Regions from separate parts of the Mus musculus genome. Here regions 1, 2, 4 and 5 are each linked to region 3. Evidence: chromatin contacts called from public ChIA-PET and promoter capture Hi-C data. All regions are on one chromosome and are shown on one strand. Each heading gives the region's core, a stretch centred on a gene start, on an enhancer-like site or on the middle of the called end of the contact. The rest is flanking DNA. Distances are from core to core; before and after follow the strand shown.

Region 1 (2,700 bases), core at 46-2,545, 420 kb after region 3:
GCAGGCACCCGCATCGATGATGGATGAGGCCCCACTCTTTAAGGGGGTTTTTTTGGTGGAGGTGCTGTTTTTGTTAGTACCAGAAGCGGCCGTAGTGGCTTGTCCCAAGGATCCTGTTTGTATCTGCAAGAGAAGCGCTGCTCAGTAGGATTTGAACCTTCTGTTGAGGGCTCCTGCCCCTTTGTTCCCTTTCTTCAACTCTAGGCTTCCATAAAACTGCCATCAGCCCTGTTGAGATGTTTGGCTTCCCACCTCATCACAGGCAAGGGAAAGGCAGCCCCCATGTTTGTCATTCTTCCACCTCGAAACTTCCCACCACTTTTCAGGCTGCCAGATCCTCCAGCAAAGAGGGAAACAGAAACCCAAATGTGGGCTTCCCCTCCCAGAGCCTCGGTTTCCTCATCTCCTGGTGATCAGAGTCCACCATGGTCCAGAGTATCACACGTGACGGGCCTGAGTAAGGCCCCTGGCAGAGGGTGGGGTGGGGATGGCAGGTGACAAGCTGTCCTTGATGCTTGATCGGGCAGTAACTGAAGTTGCCCTTGATGGTCATCAAACTAGTTTTGGTGGCCATCAAACTGCCTTGATGCATGGTCTAGATGTTCTTGATCAAGAACTTGATGGCTCCATTCCCTGTGCTAATCAGGCCTCTCTGCGTACATAGTGCCACAAAGGATGCCTCCCAGGGTGGCAGTTGATCTGCAGAGTATATGGGAGACTTCTGTCTCTGTATTCCTGCACACCCACAATTCACTATGGCAGGGGCAGGGGACCCTCGGTCACCTATGGCAGTCTATTAGACCTCTCTCCAGCCCTCTCAAAAGGGCCACTTCTGCGGCTCTCCTCATCAGGGCTTCCTCTCCTGATCCAGAATTACCCAGAACCCTCTGAGTAGCTTCACACATCAGACACCTTCTGAGATTTCCCTCTCTGAGGCCAGTCTGATAGCGCCTGTGAGGAGTAGAAACCCAGCCATATAGGCCCTCCTAGATCCCTGGTTTCCAGTTGGCGACCATCTATCTCTGTCCCTGTGGTAGAAGGCAAGGGTCCCCACCACCACCACCGAGAACCTGCATTCCTTCCCCAGAACCTGGACCAAACCATTAAGCTAAGACCTGGTGGTAGCTGCAGTGACTCTAGGAGGAGCTGTCCTTACCTGAATCACAACCAGAAGAATGATAGTGAGGAAGAGGAGGAAGCTCTTCATCCTGAAATCTTCCTGGGCTCTGTAGCAGCTTTGAGAGATGAGTTCAGGACAGTCTGCAGGCCACTTTGAACCTGGCTGCTTTTTCTGCAGAAGAGAAAGGGAGGAGGCGGGAGGAAGGAGGGCCTAGGGGCGGGGAAAGGAGCTTCCTTCTTTCAAACCTGGGGGTGGATGAAACTAGCCTTGAGGTTCCTGTAGATGAGTTGTCAGTTCTCAAAAGAAGCACAGGCAGGGCATACAGAGCAACATGGAGACACGGGGCAGGATGGATGGATGGTTTCCAGGCTTGGAGCCCTGTGTCCTGGGAAGGAATCTTGTTTTCATGATTTGACAACTCAGACCTCAGGCCTGAGGCTGAATTTACAAGTCTTTAACATCCCCCTCAAAAAAAAAAAAAAAAAAAAGTATGCTGCAGTGATAAGCCTTATTTTTTTATCTTTGTATTTTGAGACATGGTCTATGTCACTCTGGATGGGTTTACATTCAAGCTGCTCCTGCCTCAACCTCTGAATTCTGGAATTGCAGCCCTACATCACACTGCTGACTAATCACTTACTTTAAAAAGAGCCAACAAGGGGCAGGAGAGGTGGCTCAGAGATTAAGAGCCCTGGTTGCTCTTCCAGAGGACCCAGGTTCAATTCCCAGCACCCACATGGCAGCTCACAACTGTAACTCCAGTTCCAGGGAGTCCAACACTCTCACACAGACACCCATGCAGGCAAAATATCAATGCATATACAATTAAAAAAATCATTAAAATAAAAAGCATGCCAGCTCTTAGGAGACAGAAGCAGGTGGGTCTCTATGAGTCTGAGGCTAGCCTGGGCTACATAGTGAGTTCCAAGTTCCAAGATTGAACTACATAGTTAAGATTCTGGCTCAGGCTAGGTGTGGTGGCGCACGCCTTTAATCCCAGCAATTGTGAGGCAGAGGCAGGCAGATTTCTGAGTTCGAGGCCAACCTGGTCTACAGAGTCAGTTCCAGGACAGTCAGGGCTACACAGAGAACCCTGTCTCAAAAATAAATAAATAAATAAATAAATAAATAAATAAATAAATAAATAAATAAATAAATAAAAATATTCTGGCTCAAAACAAAAATAAGCCAAAACAACCAAAAAGCCCTGTATATTGATAATGCCTAACTCTAGCAACTGTTATATAAATGGCAATTGTGTTTTGTTTTAAAGATTGAGTCCCTGTAATCCCAGAACTCAGGGTAGAGCCCAGGAGACGATCAAGGGCAGTTATATCTAAATGGTGACTTTGAGGCCAGCCTGGGCTACCTGGGACTCTGTCTGAAAACACACAGGCAAGCAAATGATCAGACAAGAGAAGGGAGCTAAGAGAGTGGAGTGGATGTAGAAGTCGTGGGAAATGGTGGATGGATCCTACCATTGGTTCTATGGAGGCTCAGGACCATTGAGATCCAGGAACCGGTAGCAAGATTTGATTAGTTTTGGGTCTGGCCCCATTTCCTCTGCTCCTCTGCTCTTT
Region 2 (2,700 bases), core at 144-2,643, 300 kb before region 3:
ATTTGAAATGATTTAAAAACTTCTCAGTCTGGGCTCAGCGGTGGTGTGCTTACCTAGCACGCACAGGGTTCTGTGTTCAGATCCTACTTCTGAGGGGGGGGGGAAGAGTTCTCATGATTGCACCATGTAGACACAATGTCTCGACCTTTCTGAACTCTAATCAATATCATTCATTCAAATTCCAGTTCCGGCTGTGTGTGGTGGTGCATACCAGTAATCCCACTTGAGAGGGAGAGGCAGGAGGATTGCCAAAAATTAGAAGCCAGCTGGGCTACATTGTAAGAATGTAGCCTTTCGCACAAAACAGAACATGCCCCTTCTGGAAGCTGTTTTCTGTCTGCAGATAATAAAAATCCTTCTTTTCTCTTTAAACCAGACAGACAGACAGACAGATAGACAGACAGACAAAAACAATACCCAGCCTCTTACTTTTTGGTTGTTTCACTACTGTTATGAGTTGAAACACGCCCTTTCAAAAGAAGCTGAAGTCCTACCCCTGCCCACCCCTCAGTGCCCGAGAATGTGGCTTTATTTAGATGAGGGGTTTTGTTGTTGTTGTTGTTGTTTTAAATCTCTTTGAGACAGGGTCTCCCTACTGACCTCAGCCTGGTCTAGAACTCACTTTGTTACACAAGCTGACGTTGAGTTAAAAATTCCTCTTTCTTTAGTTTCCCAAATGCTGGAATTACAGTTTCCCACCGTTCGTGGCTCAGATTGGGTTTTTGAAGTTGATCAAGGTAAGGTACGCCATTAGGGCCAATTCCTAATTCAATTTGCTTGGAGTCCTTTTAAAGGGGGAAATTTGGACCTAAAGACGGATACAGGGAGGCTGGGGTTATGCCGCCACAGTCAAGGGAAGCCAATACATTGCCATCAAAGCACCTGTGGCTGGGATGCAGGAACGGATTTCAGCTCACACGGTCCTCAGCACAGGTCAATGCTTGGGAACATACAGAGTGCAGATTTCTAGCCCATTTCATTCATTCATTTAACTTTATTTTGTGACACTGGGCATAGGAACCAATGGTAGACAAGCACTCTACCTCTGAACCACGATCCCATCCCTTTCATTCTAAACATTTCTCATAGATCACCTCATTTAACCATCTTGTTATCCTTTTGTTATAGCTATCCATCTCCACCTTACAGTTGAGAAAGCTGTGAAACAGAGAGGCTAAATAACTTGTTCAAAGTCACATGCTAACAAGAAAACACTTTGTAGATAGTACAGTATGTCACTCGTGTTAGATTGTACTTTTTTTTTTTTTTTTTTTTTTCCAATTTAGGTCTCGGCTTCCTCTTCTTACGTGACACTTCCTTCCCTGGGCGACAGGGGCCGCTGCACCGCGCGGGCGCTGACAGGTCTCTCTAGCTTGCTGCGCCTGCTACTCGTTGGTGCCTATAAATGGCTGCGCTGTGCTCAGCGAGGCATCAGTCCGCTACCGCGGGACCCGGGGCTGTGTCAGGTCTGGAAGTGGAGCTGGAGCTGACCGAAGGAGCTGCCGCTGGGCCGGGGTGGAACACAGCTCTGCACCGGGGTCTTAAGGAGGGGTGTGTTGCTGCTGGCTCACTGCGAGCCGCCTCCAGCCTGCGCCGAGGCACCTTCCCGCCAGGCCGTCTGCCTCTGTCTTCCGCCTCCCTCCATTTCCCCGGAATCTCAGCCCGGCGCGGCTGGACCCTGGCTCTCCTGTGGGTGGGAAAGCCCCAGCCTTTTTCCTGCTATACTCCTTTATCCCAGGCTGGCCTTCCAGCCTTCTCTCGCCTTTCCCTGCGGAGTGGGTCTCACCCTTTTCCGTCTTTAGCCCAGGCTCCTTACCCCTCCCCTTTAGCCGAGTTCCAGCACCCTGGTGATTTTCCTTAGCCAAAGGTCCTATCCTTCTTCCTCCTTTCCCTTGCCCGTGGTCCAGCCTATCCGGCCCTTCCCCTCTCTTCAGGACGCAGTTTCCCCGATTTCCTTCTCTCAGCCTGAAGTTCTAGATCCTTTCGGTTTCCTCCTTAGTCCCTCCAAGGTACTTAACCCCTTTTTGCAGTTTGGACTTTGAGATTGTGAATCTCTAGAAAACGAAAATACTTCTCTAAAACATGAACTTTTCCTAGAGATTGCCCCAGTCTCACCCCATCTGCAGGACTCCTTGCTACCTATGTCCCAGGTCTTACACGCACTTCGCTAAGGGCTGAGGCCTCCTAGGCTGGGGGATCAGTATGATGCTTCGGTGGTCCGGCGTCTGGGGATTTCATCCACCTCGGATCTTCCCCTCCTTGCTGGTGGTGGTTGCCTTGGTGGGACTGCTACCTGTTCTCAGGAGCCACGGCCTCCAGCACAGCCCTACTGCCAGCACCATCAGAGGTTCTGAACCACCCCGGGAACGCTCAATTGGGGATGTCACCACGGCACCATCAGAGCCTCTCCATCGCCCAGATGACCACAATTTGACCAACTTAATCATTGAACATGGCGGTAAGCCATCTCGGAAGGCCTTCCCAGTCCTGGACATTGACTACCCTCACGTGCGCACACCCTTTGAGATCTCCCTCTGGATTCTCCTGGCCTGCCTCATGAAGATAGGTAAGTGCATGATGGTGCTGTTGCTGCCACCACCAGATAGGTGAGCTTCTTGCCCCACTTGTTACCAGGTTCTGCTTCTCAGGCTCTGAATGAACCACTTCTGCAACGCGGGCGGGCAGCCTCTCCCTCCTTTT
Region 3 (2,700 bases), core at 40-2,539:
GGAGAAAAGGAGGCCCCCTCACCTCCCAACTCCATGTCGGTTTATTTAGGACAATTCAGTTTAAAGTTAAGCCGCAGGAAACAGCATTTTCTGACTACCCACGATATCTCCAACACTGGATTCACTAAACCCAAATAAATGACAGAAACATGGACACCCAACTCAAACTCAATCAATCTCTCCCTCCCTCCCTCTCTTTTCCCTGGCCTCCAATCCGCACGCACAAAGGAGGCAGAGAGAGGAAAAGTACTGAATCCACCTCTGCATCTTGATTCTCAGTCCTTCCCTCTTTCAAACTCTGGCATCAGTGGCCACAGGAGATGCAACCCACACTCAAGTTAAACAAAGTAAAATCAAGACAGTCAATTATCTCTCTAGCTATTTTGCCAACACCCCTTTGAAAGAAGCCCCTTGCCAAATCAGACTCTTAACTGGCCGGATGCTTAGAACCAACCAGTTTCATTTTTCTTTAATTTACCCGTGAAATAGGCTCCAGAGATCTCATTAGACACCAGTAAGACTGTGTAATTACCATCGCCATTTTATGGATGTGAAAACTGAGGCTCACTGGAGCCAAGTGACACGCCCACCACTTAAAGCTCCTCACGCACTGCTTTCTAAAACCTATGTCCACAGTCAGGAGAGCTTTTTGCCATAAACAAAGGGTATGCATTCCTTGTCCAGCCAGGACATCCAAGGCTTAGCCCAGAACTTTCTCCAACTGTAGCACATGTTGTTGCTGGAAGCTTATGGTGATGGGCCCTAACTGGGAAAGATCTGTTGAACTGGAGTCCTGGATTTTCTGCGGAAGGCTAATACTCTCAAATGGGTGCTGCGTTATGACCCAGAGGCAACGTGGAGCGAGCCGCCTCCTTCTGCTAAGCCCTGCCATACTGGGAGCCCGTTCCAGCCTGCTCTTTTCGGACACAGTTCCTACCCAGGACGGGACAGTGACCCTCACCCCAAGGGAGCCACGGCCCAGGGCTTCGTCCCGGGGGAATCGCGGGGCCGGGCCAGGCAACGGGGCCGGAAGCAGACGAGGGCCGGAGGCTGCAAAGGAAGAGGCGGCGCCGGAGGCTGCTATGGCGGAGGGGCGGGGCTCCTCGCTTCTCTACAGCCTCCGCCTAATTTCTCTCGGCCTGCGTTTGACAGCTTCCCTCCCCGGAGGACTCCAGAGTTGCAGAGCTGGCGCCGGATCCTCCGCGCCCGCGCGTCCAGACCACCCCCGCGGAGCTCCAACTTCAGCGCCTCCATCCGGGTCCCGTCCGTGCCGCGCCTGCGCGCCGGCTCGGCCGACGGCGGCCCCGCCCCGCTCCTGCCCGGACTCGGAGCGCCCCGCCCCCCTCCTCGGCGGCCATGTTGACCCCAGCTAGGGCGGGGGCCGAGGCGGCGGCGGTGAGTCGCACCTTCCCGGCGTGGTGACACCTGAGGAGTAGGCCTCTTGACTCGCCAGCAGTTTGTGCGCGGGCGCTGCGCTCCCGGGTCGGGGCTCTCACCCCAGTCCCCTGCCGTGAGCAGCCTCTGACTTCCCGGTGTGAGCCGAGGCTGGACCCGGGCGCTGCCCCAGAGCCACGCGTTCTCTCGGTGTTCCGCCACCCCAGCTCAGCACAGGACCTGGCACACGATAGACAATATGAATAGGCAAAAGAAAGCCTTCTTGGGGTTTTTGTGGCAAGCAGCGGTACCCTGCAACTGGATGAGAAGAAAGTAGGGGAATTCCCCCTGCCTTTCCCCTCCTGGCAATGAAGGACCTCTGCCCTGCGACAGTCCTCTGTCCCACCTCAGATGACTGTATGGGACGAGGAAGGAAACCTCAGAGAACACCCCCGAGGATTCTCCCTCAAGCAGTTTCTGTCGCAGGAACTGGCGCCAAAAAAAAGAAAAAGAAAAAAAAAAAAAAAAAAAAAAAGGAAGCTAATTGAACAAAACCGCCTGTTGGGGAGGAGCGGCCAGTTGGTACCCCTGTAACTAACGGAAACTGTTAGAACAACTTTGCACCCGCCTTAGAGGAAACAGATAGTAAATCCTTCTCCGTTGGTAGATTTCTCGTTTCTCAGGATTCCAAAGCCTTGTGTGGTTTCAGTTATCTGTCCTCTCAAACGTAGCTTGGGTCTAGGTTAACCTCTGGCCACAGCCCTGGCTGAGGGAGGGGTTTATCTTCTGCAACAGCCACAAATGTGGGTGGGAACAAAGAGATGGGTCTCTATCTCTCCAAGCAAAAAAAAAAAACAAAAAAAACAAAAAAAACTAGCCTTCATCAGTTCGGTGGGGGCCAGAAGCTGTGTCTGTCTATCATCTCAGGCCCTGGGATGTCAACTGCCCCTTGGATGTTTGCGTGTAAGGTGGATAATGTATAATTTAATGACTGGTAAAGAGAAAACAGGAGTTTCCAAAGTCATTTTTCCTCCCCCCCCCGCCCCCCGAAAGCATTTGTTGCCAGTCCTGTGAGTGAAATGTCAGTGCCTCTCTAGGCACACTTGTGACTAGGGCCCGAGGTTGTGACTTGACTTTCTTACAGTCTTCGCAGCACCCTGACCTTAAAGAAACCATCCTTGCTTCGTGAATTCACAGGGGAAAATGGCATGCAAGCTCGAGGTTCTGTCTGTCCAATAAAGAATCCCTGCAGAATCTGCTTGTAAAAAAGGCAGGGGTCCTTTTGTGAGAAGTGAGAGTGTTTGTTGAAACACCCTTCCTTAGGAG
Region 4 (2,700 bases), core at 124-2,623, 390 kb before region 3:
TAAATACCAGACCAGCCAGGGCTACATATCAAGCTCATGTCTCAGTCAAAACCAATAAAATAAATAAATACAAAATCGAAAGATTAAAATGATTTGAAGATCAGAAACATTTGAGACTAAAAATATTCCTTCTCCACACAACTTGGCTCTGTTTGTTTGTTTGTTTGAGATTGGGGCTCACTATACATGCCTGGCTGGCCTGGAACTCCTACCATATAATTCAGGCTGCCCTCCAACTCACAGACATCTGCTTGCCTCTGCCTCCAAGTGCTATGGTTAAAAGTATGGATCCCCGTGCCTGGTAGCTGATTTTGATAGAAGGAAAGAAAAGAGTACCTCCTCAGGTGAGAGGTAGGATGCCACAGCTGAAAGATGAGTTATATATAGTCAGTGAACTAACTGGCTTCTGAATATCTTCTTGCTGGGATAGTCAACGGACCAAGACGATGTTACAAAGGAACTCAGCTTCCCCATGGGGGAAGGGGATTTCTACTACAGAAAATAAAGCTTGTAAACTGTCCAGACTGTTAGGATTAAGGTAGGAGGGTTGTAAGCTGCATTCTTCCACTGGGAGGCAGATACCTAGGTCGCTGAGACTGCTTTGTAACTCAAATGATGTAGGGGGAAAAACGCCAGCACGGACCTCCCAATGCTGACATTCCACGAACCAGTGTGGCTTCGATCAAACACTCAGTTCTGTTTCTAAAGGCGAAACGTCTTGTGCATAACAGACGACAAGTACGCGCTCGTTTGCTCAATGAGTGAAAAAACAAAAACAAAAACCAACGGGGAATGAATGACGATGCCTCTTCAGACAATGATTAAGGGTCTTTTCTGTACGCCTGCAGCTTAAGGGCGTGCTAATGACCAGATCTTTGCTGCTGATCTACACTTCTCCTCCTCTCCAGTTAGACCTGGGGGAACCAGGGCCGGAACTATGCCCCACATCCAAGGGGACCGCGCACCTCATAGGTGACGAGAGCTCTAGGGGACTGGGGGCTAGCCTGGCCCGGAGTACGGGTTGCTGCAAGTCTGGGGAAAAAAAAGCTAGCATGGCACCCCGGAGGATGCTCGGGCCCTCGGCGACTTCGCGCTGACATCGGAAGACACTCACGTGAGCACCGGGATGGGTGTCCACACCACGCAGTAGGGGAAGCGGCTCCGCTCCACGTCCATGACAACGCCACCGGACCCGTGGTACTGCTTCATGTCCGTCTCGGCCCCCGTCGGCGTTTCTACTTCCGCCATCCGAGGAGGGGGCGGCGGCGGCTGTAACAGAAGCGGAGAACTCCCTTCCGCTTCCGCCATCCCGCGCGCGTCCCGCTCGGGAAGGCCGACCGCGCCGCCGCTCGCCCCTGTGTCATCACTTCCGGGAGGCGGAGTGTCCTCTCGGTCGATCTTCCCCCGGGGAATTGGAGCCTTGTCCTTCTGGGCCCGGCTAGTTTAGCCTCTTTCCCGTGTTTGTAGCGGAGCATTTCCGTGGACCTCAGGAAGCTCTCAGTCGAGCCCCGGGAACCCACAACCAACCGCGGTTCCGCATGCCGGCACGTGGTGCAGGCACTCTTTATTGATCACTTCTTAGGTGCCAAGCATGTGATATTCATTGGTACTACTGTCTATAAACTGATTAGACGTGCAAATTTAGTTGTTTCCCCCAGAAAACAAATCAGAGACAAAGGCTCTTAGAAATGAAGTGAGCAACGATTCAAACGCAAGTCTTTGTAGATTTCCTTTGTCCTTTTTAGTCTGTGGCATGAGTTACATAATAGTCTGTTACGTGATGGTGTAAAAAGGGAGGTCAAACTAAAATCTTGGTGTGTATGGGAGACACGTACACTTGGTGTGTATGGGAGGGAGCAGCCTTGGGCCTGGGGAGAGCACGGATGCAGAAGTGCCAAGACAGGAAACTTGAGGTCACTATGTGCAGTAGAGAATATCATCCAAGACTTATCTAAATCTCTTTATTGTTCGTGTTTTGGGGCACATGTTTGTTTTTGTTTTGAAACAGGGTCTCACTATGTAGCCCTGTCTGTCACTATGTAGACCAGGCTGACATTGAACTCTTAACTCTGCCTCCCAAGTGCTGGGATTTAAAAGGGTACATCACTAAGCCAGGTCCTTTTTTGCTTTATAGAAAACTCGGCAGTTAGCACTTGTCTAAGATCACACTCAAGAACACAAAGTGGCCAGGCTCCAGTCTTGGAATCTTTTGATTTTTCAGAGGGATAATCAGAGAGACATGGAAGTGGAATGTTATGCGGTGAGGAGTGGGTGGGATGGGTTTGGAAGACAAGAAGGGAACCAGGCTATAGGAAGGTGTAAGAAAAATGAGGCAGAAAGGCAAACAGATTGTTTCAACAGGCTGAGACTGAGACTGTTTTATTGGAACAGCGGGCTGGAGGAGATATATATATGTTACAGCTCCTCTTTGTGTGTGTGTGTGTGTGTGTGTATGGTTTGACTGGGACCAGAGTGGGGGTTGTTTTCCATACTCAGGCATATTGTTTCTGCAGGTGAAGCAGACCTGTCAGATAGGGGCTAAGCACTTCATTCTGGCTAGAAGCTATGGCTTAGTACAGCTAGATTCAATTCCTCATCACCTAAGACTATTAGCCAACAGAAGGTGTGGACAAATGTTTAGGGAAGGCAAAAGCTATGCTTTTGAGAAGGTTTGCTTCCATGAAATGAGTCTCCTTTAAT
Region 5 (2,700 bases), core at 111-2,610, 460 kb after region 3:
TCTGCCAGGCAGGGACCCGGACACCACAAGCAGTCAGCACCAGAGGAATGGACATTTAATTGTCTCTAGGGCACTCCTAGGATGGGGATGCGGGGCCTTTGGCAGAGCTCTGGCTGATGGAAGCAACAGAAATGCTCATCAGACAGGGCCAGGCAGAGAGGATGCCCCAAGGTGTGGCTGGGGACAGCCATCGTCAGGGCTTAAGACAATCTTTTGAGACTAGTTGGTGAATAAGGAATGTTGCCTCTGGAGGAAGAGGAGGCGGCTGCGGAAAGGGTCTGGGTCTGGGTTTGCAGATTAGGACGACAAGGAGTTGGTTACAAGGCCTGGTGAAGAGCTAGCTGGATAGGATCGGTGGCCATCCTGACTCAGGCCAGCTTCAGGAACTCCTGCAGTGTGTCCTGCTCCACGGCCTCCACGAAGAGTTCATAGTCCTGAGGAAGGGAGGCAGTCACCTGAGTCGAGGTGCAGGGCACCCCAGTTGTTTGCCCAGGTCTGACCCTGGCTGCAGTCCTCCAACACCTCCCAGAACCCAAACCCCATACCCCACAGTAGTGGTTCCCGTTGACAATCTGAGGTGGGGTAGCTTTGGGGTTGCCAGCCAAGGTTCGCATCTCATCTCGAAGGGCGTTGTCCTGGGAGATGTCCACTAGCTGGTATTGGATCCTCTTCCCATCTAGGATGCGGGTCACCTCACTCTGCTGGGACTTGATCTAGGGGCGGAGGATTGACAGGGTTGGCAGGCAAGCTGAAGGATTTGTGGGAGGAATTCCTTCGGGTGTGAGCAACAGCTTCTATCCTGCCCACTCTGAGGGGAGGTTCTGGCCACTAAGGGATGGGAAGGGTCCAAGGATAGACAGGTAAACTACTAGAGTTTCAGAAAGAAGACGGGCAAGTTCTGTGCATGACAGGGAAGCTAGACTCGGCGAGGGGCAGGCCCTCTCTACAAGACACATCTCCTCCTCCACAGCCGCACAGTGGAGAGGAAGCGGGATTAAAGCGGTCGGGGGTTGGTGCAAGAGAATGGATGGCCCTATACTGGGGGAATGAGCGTGGGCAGCTCACGCTGGGGATGCCGAGGGGCCCTTGGTGCGGGGGTTCAGGCTGGGCCCAGCCCTTGGACCAGACCTGGGAGGCCATACCCCGCACCTCACTGCTTCCATCGTGGGGGCGGCTCCCGGGCGCTGGTCGGAGCACAGAGACGGCCCACCCTCTCCGGGCGCCGGCCCAGGCACACACTTACTTCTCGGGAGCCGGTGACCGACGTGCTGTAGACGCGCAGGCCACTCATGCTGCAGGCGGGGGACACAGACCAACTGAGGGACGGTGGGAGCGGCAGCTGCACGGCTAGGAACTACGCTGCCGCCGCCGCGCTTGGGAGCGGTTTCCTTCCTGCTCCGCCCGCGAGTCACTGCTCTCGGGACCAATGAGCTGCGCAGGCGGGTAAGGCGGGGCCTGCATGACCCCGCCCTGCTCCGTGGCCTGGAGCCGGGAGGACCCCTGTCCTCTGCAGCTACTTGGCTCCCCCACTTCCCCCTCAGCCCCATGCTGGGGACCGGCTAAAAGGCAGAAAAAGCTGGGAAGGCAGGCGGACCGGTTCAGTTAAAAGCTTTCCCCAGTCTACCCGGGTTGTGTACATTCAGTGGCCAAAGCAGTGCCACCCAGGTCTCCCGGTCTCTTAATAGCACAGCTCAGTATGGAACTTTGGAAGGCGGGTCAGTTCGCAAGCTTAGACAGCAAGGGCCGGGGGGAAAGCTGTGGTGGGGCGCTGGAGGGCGGGGAGGGCCAGTGCAGCCAGGACATTTTCTCTAAAGCACCTCTCCACTCAAACAGGCTCAGACAAGAAAGGGGTGGTGGCTGTAAGCGAGGGGGTGGGGGAGCGGCTCACACCCTTCAGGAGCCAGGGGGAGGAAGTAGGCTGCGGGACAGCGAGCGTGCTAGTGTGCGGAGTCAAAGGCTGGTGCCCCGACTTAACCTGGCTTGCACTGGCCCTTGGCACAGCTATTTTTGGGGTGATCCCAACTTAACTCTACCTTTACATTGCAAATGACACCCCACATCTTTGAACTTTAAGAATTCAGCTAATGAGATGGAAGAGAGTCCAGCACCCATTCCAACTGTGGATCAAGCTCTGTCAGGTTCACTATAGGCCCCAAGAGTAGACCTGGGGCTACATAAATAATGGCGCAGGAACAACACAATTCTGCTGCCTGCTGAGGCAAACTGCCTGTCTGCTTCTGGGGAAGTCATTTCCTCAAAGCCACAGAAACCCAGAAGCTGCTGACCTCTGAGAGGTGTGCAACTTTGTAGTGACAACTGGCGGCGGTTGCTCTCTGCAACACAGGAGTGTGGGCAGAGACTAATCTGTCGCCACCCAGAGCAGAAGTGGGAAGACTGAGCCTCCACACTGGATCTGCCTAAACTCACTTCAAAAGAGTCACAGGCAGGCTGGCAGGGGACGCTGGGAGGCACTAGGAAACCGGAGTGTTTGTTAAATGTTTTATTCTGTAATCAAAATAGGCAATACAAACCAGTCGACTTAACAAAGAGTCATATAAATAACTTTATAAACTTTACGAAGAAAAATACCCGTGAGCATGGAGGCTGGGCTCCCGATAACAGGGTGGAAACCAACCAGGAAGCTCTGTTTTAAGGAGGCAGCAGCCCGGAGGCTGAGGGGATGGTCAGCTGGGTGTGATT

What was found. Promoter capture Hi-C pulls out the DNA fragments that hold promoters and counts their contacts. ChIA-PET counts read pairs in DNA pulled down with a chosen protein or histone mark.
Region 1: an RNA polymerase II ChIA-PET map of memory CD8 T cells shows a contact between it and region 3, with 719 read pairs. The contact joins the promoter of Cd52 here to the promoter of Pigv in region 3. A contact is called at or near these places in 6 of 39 promoter capture datasets (the C10 cell line, the HPC-7 cell line, cranial neural crest and 3 more), 1 of 484 Hi-C or Micro-C datasets (the N1E-115 cell line), 7 of 115 datasets of contacts at active chromatin or transcription factors (bone marrow-derived macrophages, effector CD8 T cells, epiblast stem cells and 4 more) and 1 of 9 other capture datasets (macrophages).
Region 2: a contact with region 3 is called in an RNA polymerase II ChIA-PET map of memory CD8 T cells, with 46 read pairs. The contact joins the promoter of Slc9a1 here to the promoter of Pigv in region 3. A contact is called at or near these places in 1 of 484 Hi-C or Micro-C datasets (granulocyte-monocyte progenitors), 2 of 115 datasets of contacts at active chromatin or transcription factors (memory CD8 T cells and pancreatic cancer cells) and 2 of 9 other capture datasets (liver and pancreatic islet).
Region 4: a contact with region 3 is called in an RNA polymerase II ChIA-PET map of memory CD8 T cells, with 24 read pairs. The contact joins the promoter of Tmem222 here to the promoter of Pigv in region 3. A contact is called at or near these places in 2 of 115 datasets of contacts at active chromatin or transcription factors (memory CD8 T cells and pancreatic cancer cells).
Region 5: a contact with region 3 is called in a promoter capture Hi-C map of second pharyngeal arch cranial neural crest. The contact joins the promoter of Sh3bgrl3 here to the promoter of Pigv in region 3. A contact is called at or near these places in 13 of 39 promoter capture datasets (the SN4741 cell line, cranial neural crest, embryonic stem cells and 9 more), 1 of 484 Hi-C or Micro-C datasets (the N1E-115 cell line), 2 of 115 datasets of contacts at active chromatin or transcription factors (embryonic stem cells and extraembryonic endoderm stem cells) and 1 of 9 other capture datasets (liver).

Annotation. Positions count from the first base shown.
Region 1 is chr4:134,093,778-134,096,477 of GRCm38.p6, forward strand. It overlaps Cd52 (CD52 antigen), which reads right to left and starts at 1,296. Exons shown (of 2, transcript NM_013706.2): 1 at 1,157-1,296; 2 at 1-123. The coding sequence starts at 1,207.
Region 2 is chr4:133,368,342-133,371,041 of GRCm38.p6, forward strand. It overlaps Slc9a1 (solute carrier family 9 (sodium/hydrogen exchanger), member 1), which reads left to right and starts at 1,394. Exons shown (of 12, transcript NM_016981.3): 1 at 1,394-2,566. The coding sequence starts at 2,203. It overlaps Mir5122 (microRNA 5122), which reads left to right and starts at 1,435; the gene lies at 1,435-1,523.
Region 3 is chr4:133,671,358-133,674,057 of GRCm38.p6, forward strand. It overlaps Pigv (phosphatidylinositol glycan anchor biosynthesis, class V), which reads right to left and starts at 1,290. Exons shown (of 4, transcript NM_178698.5): 1 at 962-1,290.
Region 4 is chr4:133,276,417-133,279,116 of GRCm38.p6, forward strand. It overlaps Tmem222 (transmembrane protein 222), which reads right to left and starts at 1,374. Exons shown (of 6, transcript NM_025667.3): 1 at 1,115-1,374. The coding sequence starts at 1,308.
Region 5 is chr4:134,127,373-134,130,072 of GRCm38.p6, forward strand. Sh3bgrl3 (SH3 domain binding glutamic acid-rich protein-like 3) reads right to left here and starts at 1,361. Exons shown (of 3, transcript NM_080559.2): 1 at 1,244-1,361; 2 at 546-713; 3 at 34-434. The coding sequence starts at 1,291. The coding sequence ends at 369. Cep85 (centrosomal protein 85) reads right to left here. Exons shown (of 14, transcript NM_144527.3): 14 at 2,486-2,700.